Regions from separate parts of the Pan troglodytes genome. Here region 2 is linked to region 1. A link is a contact called in public HiChIP or PLAC-seq data. All regions are on one chromosome and are shown on one strand. Each heading gives the region's core, a stretch centred on a gene start, on an enhancer-like site or on the middle of the called end of the contact. The rest is flanking DNA. Distances are from core to core; before and after follow the strand shown.

Region 1 (2,700 bases), core at 73-2,572:
TTTCAAATTGTAGGTTGCCAGTCATTCTTTACTGGGTCATAAAATAAATTTATTTTGTTGGGACTATACTTTACCAAATAATAATAACAAAATCAACAGGAGAGAAAAAGGCAAATATCAGTGTATATTGCAGGTAATAAAATAGATGTTTTCATAAAATTTTTGCAGAACAAATGTATGTATGCACTACATGTCAATGTAAAGTGTATGGCTTACTACAAGACAGGGCTAAAAAATGTTTGAAAGACACAATACAGATGATTATAGAAGAAAGTTAATATTAAGTTGAATGATTAAGGAAGGTTTTTGGAGGCTGAAAGTACATAAATAAAGCTTAGAGGGGATGGGATGCCTTTTTAGATGAAAAGCTGCATAAAATAATTCTGTAATTGTGAACTATAACCATATGAGAAAGTGAAATCCATAGAACCAGCTTATTCTTGAATGACTACCCCAGGACCAATTATCTTTCCAGAAACTTCCAGGAAACACATGACCAATATCTAACTAAATTGAGCTCTGATGCCACAAAGGGAAACTTAACAGAGTTGCTCCTGTGAAGTATACCCCACTAGAAGGGTGGTTCAGGATATCTTCTGTCCAATTGCGTATTTCAAATATTTATGTATTTAAGATATTAAGATTTTTTTAAATGTGAAATATCTAAAGATTCACCTCAATAAATTGAAAGTGATATTTTTCCCCTAAGTCCCTTGTGTTAGATTCACTTGTGACTTCATTGGACAGTGTCTTCTCTGAGCTCTATGGTCTAATACGTATTGAACAAAAATTCAAGGACTCAACAACTGATTTATTTTAGCATTTCTTTTTAATACAAAAGAAGGAAATAAAAGAATAAAAGCATTCGGGGTGGCCTCTGGAGAAGGGGAGCTGTTGTTGCAGGAATCTTGCAAGTTAATGAGAATTCACCCGGGACTCAAGAGGGATGGAGAGAGGGGGAGAAAGGAGATGGGGGAATGGGGTGGGGGGATAAAAACTCTTCCTTTGCAGCTGGCCCTTTCCCTCATTTGTTGCTCCAATAAGCAGTAATTAGGTCCTGAGCTAATGGTGTCAGCTGATCTGCTGTTTTTAGGCTAGACCCAGAGGAATCTCCATGGAAACCCTGCTGGAGTCGTCCCCCCACCTGGATGCTGCGTGCTCCTTTCTGCCACCTGGCTGCCGCCGGGCCCGCTGCTACCTCCTTCTGCCTCTAACCTGCAGCCTGCAGCATGCGCACTGCCCCCGGGATCCCTAAATGGGACAATTCTGCCCGTGACGTCAGCGCCCAGCCGTCTCCACAGAAACTTTTGTCCCATTGGCCAATCAGAGAGCTTGGAAGGGGCCGGGGAGGGTGGGGGAAGGAGAGGGGAGTGGGAGGGGTGGGGGTGAGGGGAGAGGCGAGAGGTTTAGTGTGTGGAGCTGCCTGCGCTCCGCCCGGGCTGTCAGTCCCGGCTCCAGCCGCCGCGAGACCTTCCCGGAGACGCGCGCACACACAGCGCACCCCCTGCACACCGCACACCCTCGCTCCCTTGCTCACACACACGCACACACTCAGCCTGGCCGAGCAGGAGCCACTGACCATTTTGCAAGTGTCAGGACCAGCTACAGCGCGGTGGGCGCAAACATCCCGCTTTCCCTTTCCGGGATTTAGTCTGGGAGACGACGACGAGGGAAGAAGGTGGGCTCGGACGCAGCCCAGGCGCCGGGCACTGGTCGGGCCGTTTTCCTGGCAGAGCCGCTCCCCGGGACGGGCGCGGGCCTCGGGTGAGAGTAGAATAAAGAGGAGCGGCCGCAGCCGCCGCGCGAGGAGGATGGGAACTCCCCTATTTCCAGCTCTGGAAACAAATGGATGGAAGTCCTGAATGGAGCAACTGCTGACTTCATCTGCTTGGAAAAATAGTCCAGAGGAACTCATATTTGGCTACTCAGAGCAGTGGAGGGGGTGTCCATGACGTGGCAGGGGGAAAATAGACAACTGAAACCTCCCGTGTGAACTGCAAACTGTGACCAAGCAAGGGGAAAATGATCTTTCTGTATATATTTTAATTTCGTGCAAAGGGTTTCAAGCATCTGTATCCTAAACTTACTTCTATGTCTTGTTCAGCAGAAACCAGAGGAGTCCTGTCTGGGGGTCCCATCATTATTCGGGATACCCGCCGCCAGCGGCCTGCCTTCGGTTACCCACATCCCCCTGGAACGGATATCTGTTTGGGGCACTACAATCTATCCTGTAGAACTATGGCCAAATCTCCGTCAATGCTTTGCTAATTTCTGGGACTTAACTCGTAGAATCTACATACAGGGCTGGAATTTATTCAAAATGCATCTGAAGAAATGACATTTTAAACCGTTTTTAAAAATATCTTGATAAAAAATTCTGTAAAACAGAATTTGATAGGTTTAAAAACATGACAGGTAAGAACTTTCTCTTTCTAGTCCCTTAACACCCGTCGTGGGGAAGGTCAAAGCAGGACCCAGGAGGAAGGAGAGATCCGGGACCCGTGTGCCCTTCGGGGCTCAAAGGCGCTGGGCGGGCGGCTGCTTTCGGGAGAGGCGCAGCCCTCACTCCTGGACCACGGGGCCAGTGGCTGGGGAAGCTTCTGGGGCGCGCGCGGGGAGGCGGCGCTGCGCTCCACCTGCCCAGCCCCGGACGCAGCCCGGGGGCGAGGCGTCTAGGGACCACCCCAATTCAATATTGGG
Region 2 (2,700 bases), core at 151-2,650, 270 kb before region 1:
CCCCCTGCGCCCCTCACGGCCAAGTTCTACAGTTATCTTTCCAAAGCCATACCCCAAGCCTACTAAACAGCAAAGTTTTACCTTCAAGTCCCAGGAGTGGTACCACTGAGTCCCAGCCTCGCCGTCGCCACCCCTCTTCTCTCTTTGGCTTTGGTCTTTTGACAGACACCTCTCTTCAACTCCCACTCCGGATACCAGAACGAACCTCCCGCCTGCCCTCTGTCCAGCAGAAAACTTCGAAGTGGGCAACAGGCTATAAAAGCCGAAGACACTCACCCCCGTGCCCACCCGCCCCCGCCGCCCCCCGTCCCCGGGGCCCGGATCCCGGAGCCCACTCCCACCCAGGCATCGGCCCGGGCACCGCAGTGCACTGCAACACGAAAGGACGCCGCTGGCTGCAAAGGAACCCATCGCGGATGTCCCAGTCAATACCCCTCAGACTGTTCCCCGACGTGAGTATCATCCCTAATGGAGGTAGACACTCCACCTCCCACCAGCTCAGCCCGAGAGGATGACCAAGAGGGCAGCGACCACAACGAAAACAACTCAACCCGCGACGCGAAGGAGCCGGCTGCCATAGCCACCCCCCGAGCGGCGCCGCGGCAGCAGCAGGGGCTGCGGCGCTGCGGAGGCCTTCGAGGGCTGTGGAGATTTACCTGCGCGGCCCCGCGCCCCCAGGCCGGACATCCTGCAGCAGCCGCTACCGCCGCCCCGCGGGCCTGAGGCGCCGCCCGCCGCCCGGGGAGGCGCCGCGCCGCAGTCCTGGCTGCGGCGCCCGGCACATGCTTCGCGCTAGCCGCGGCCGGCGCCGGCGCACAGGTGGGAACCCCACGAGTGGGCGTTGAGGCGAATCCCTGCCCCCGCCGGCGCTCTCCGCCCGCTTCCACTCTTGACTTTGCTCGGTGAGCGGCGCCTGCCCTTGCTCCAGCGCCGAGCCGCCTGTGTCCGCGCCCCGGCGCCGTGGGCGGCTGCGGTCCCTGCGCAGCCGGGGCTGCGCGTCATGTGCACCTCCCGCCCCGCGGCGGGCTCCTCTGCACCGGGCGGCCGGGGGCAGCGCGGCAGCCCGGCCTCGCGCCCACTCCTCGCCCGGCACACGGACCCCCTCCACCCCCGCGCCCTCCCCCACTCCGGAGCTGTCAAAGAAGAAAACGCCGTGCACACACCTTGGAATGGACGGGCGCTTCAGTCACTGACTCGCCAAACTCTTAGAAGGCGTCCATTGGTCTGCAGGGAGCTTTGAGCCTGGAGTAGGAGCCGCTTTCTTATTATTTAATAATGTTGGAAGTGCCGGGTCCGCTGCCAGAGTTGTGGGTCATGTGGGCACAGCAGAGGCTGGCTGCTGCCAGTACCAGGGTTTCCTGAGGATCCTGAAACTATGATCTCATCCTCCTCATCCGCCTCCCCCGCCCCTCTCTCCGCGGGCGCGCACGCACAGCACACACACACACACTCACACACACACTCATGCTGAATGCACTATCCTCCTTCCTGGACCGAAATATTCCTCTAGGGAAATAGTGGGCACGCTCGTCATTGAAAAAAAAAAATCCTTCAGATAGAGATTTTTCTCTTCCAAAGCTTGATTTATGTGCTTTGTTTATTTCCTACAGTTTTCCCTCACACGTGCAGGAGATTGGAACAGAGACTCAGATTTAAAATTAAAAATAATTATTCTCTTATGTTGACCCAGATTTTGGTCAGAACCCAAGAACTTAAACAGTACAATTTCAATTTAAAACAGAGGCAAAATATACAAGGCTTGAATATGGAATATTCTTAGATGTATGCAGTGGGTTTCTTTCCCAAGCTGCAAACATTCCCCAAACATTACCTCATTTATTTGCAGAGCATCTTTGCAGAGGAGGTGGATGAAAAGGCAAATAGTATTGTCACTTCAGAGACACAGAAGCATAAGTAAGATAACATGACCTATCCAAGTACACATAATAAGTCAGTATCTTACTATAAATATTAATTGCATAGCTACTCACAGGTTGCTTTTTCACTATGATCAATTCCCAGATACTTAGTTTACTGAAAATAATGAAAACATTGTTGATTATTTTTAAGTTACCAAGATTGAAAATTATTTTATCTTACTATATGTATGTTTTCATATAATTTTCTCTTGTATTATATTTCCAATTTCACGTTTTCATATAATTTTCTTTCTTTTTGGAGGAATGTGGCATGTATATGCGTACATTTATATCCAATTGCATTGTTTAAATCCTTAGATAGTAATTTCAAGCAATTTTAGCCAAAGTTTCTGAAGTAGTCACCAATTTCATAATTTGTATATGTCATTCAAACCCCTTTCACCTGGTGTATATGAAGAGCTATGCTACATTTTGAAGGATAGAAAGAAGTTTAATATAAGTATCTGTCTTTAGTTTACATCTAGTTGTTGAAACAAGATACATATACTGAATGACTGCAGATAAAAACCTTTATTATTTTGGTGGTGTGAGTTATCACAAAGAAAGTACAAAATACACTTATTTTCTTTTTACTTAATTTCTGTTCCATGTTCAAATCATCTCATTTGCCTATGTGCCCTATATTTCAACCTGTCATTAACCCTCCTACCTTCTAAATGGCCAAGGTAATTATGTCTAACCTTGCCCTTCTCTTACACTTGCACCATACTCACATAAACAGTAAATGGGGATTGTTTTATATCGTAAAATTTCCCAGAAG

What was found. HiChIP or PLAC-seq counts read pairs in DNA pulled down with a chosen protein or histone mark.
Region 2: an H3K4me3 HiChIP or PLAC-seq map of stem cell-derived excitatory neurons shows a contact between it and region 1, with 2.7 times the contacts expected there. The contact joins the promoter of DTNA here to the promoter of NOL4 in region 1. A contact is called at or near these places in 1 of 7 Hi-C or Micro-C datasets (induced pluripotent stem cells) and 1 of 1 datasets of contacts at active chromatin or transcription factors (stem cell-derived excitatory neurons).

What each region holds. Positions count from the first base shown.
Region 1 is chr17:44,001,515-44,004,214 of NHGRI_mPanTro3-v2.0_pri, reverse strand. NOL4 (nucleolar protein 4) reads left to right here and starts at 1,322. Exons shown (of 11, transcript XM_063795583.1): 1 at 1,322-2,415.
Region 2 is chr17:44,270,194-44,272,893 of NHGRI_mPanTro3-v2.0_pri, reverse strand. DTNA (dystrobrevin alpha) reads right to left here and starts at 1,400. Exons shown (of 21, transcript XM_054671771.2): 1 at 1,164-1,400.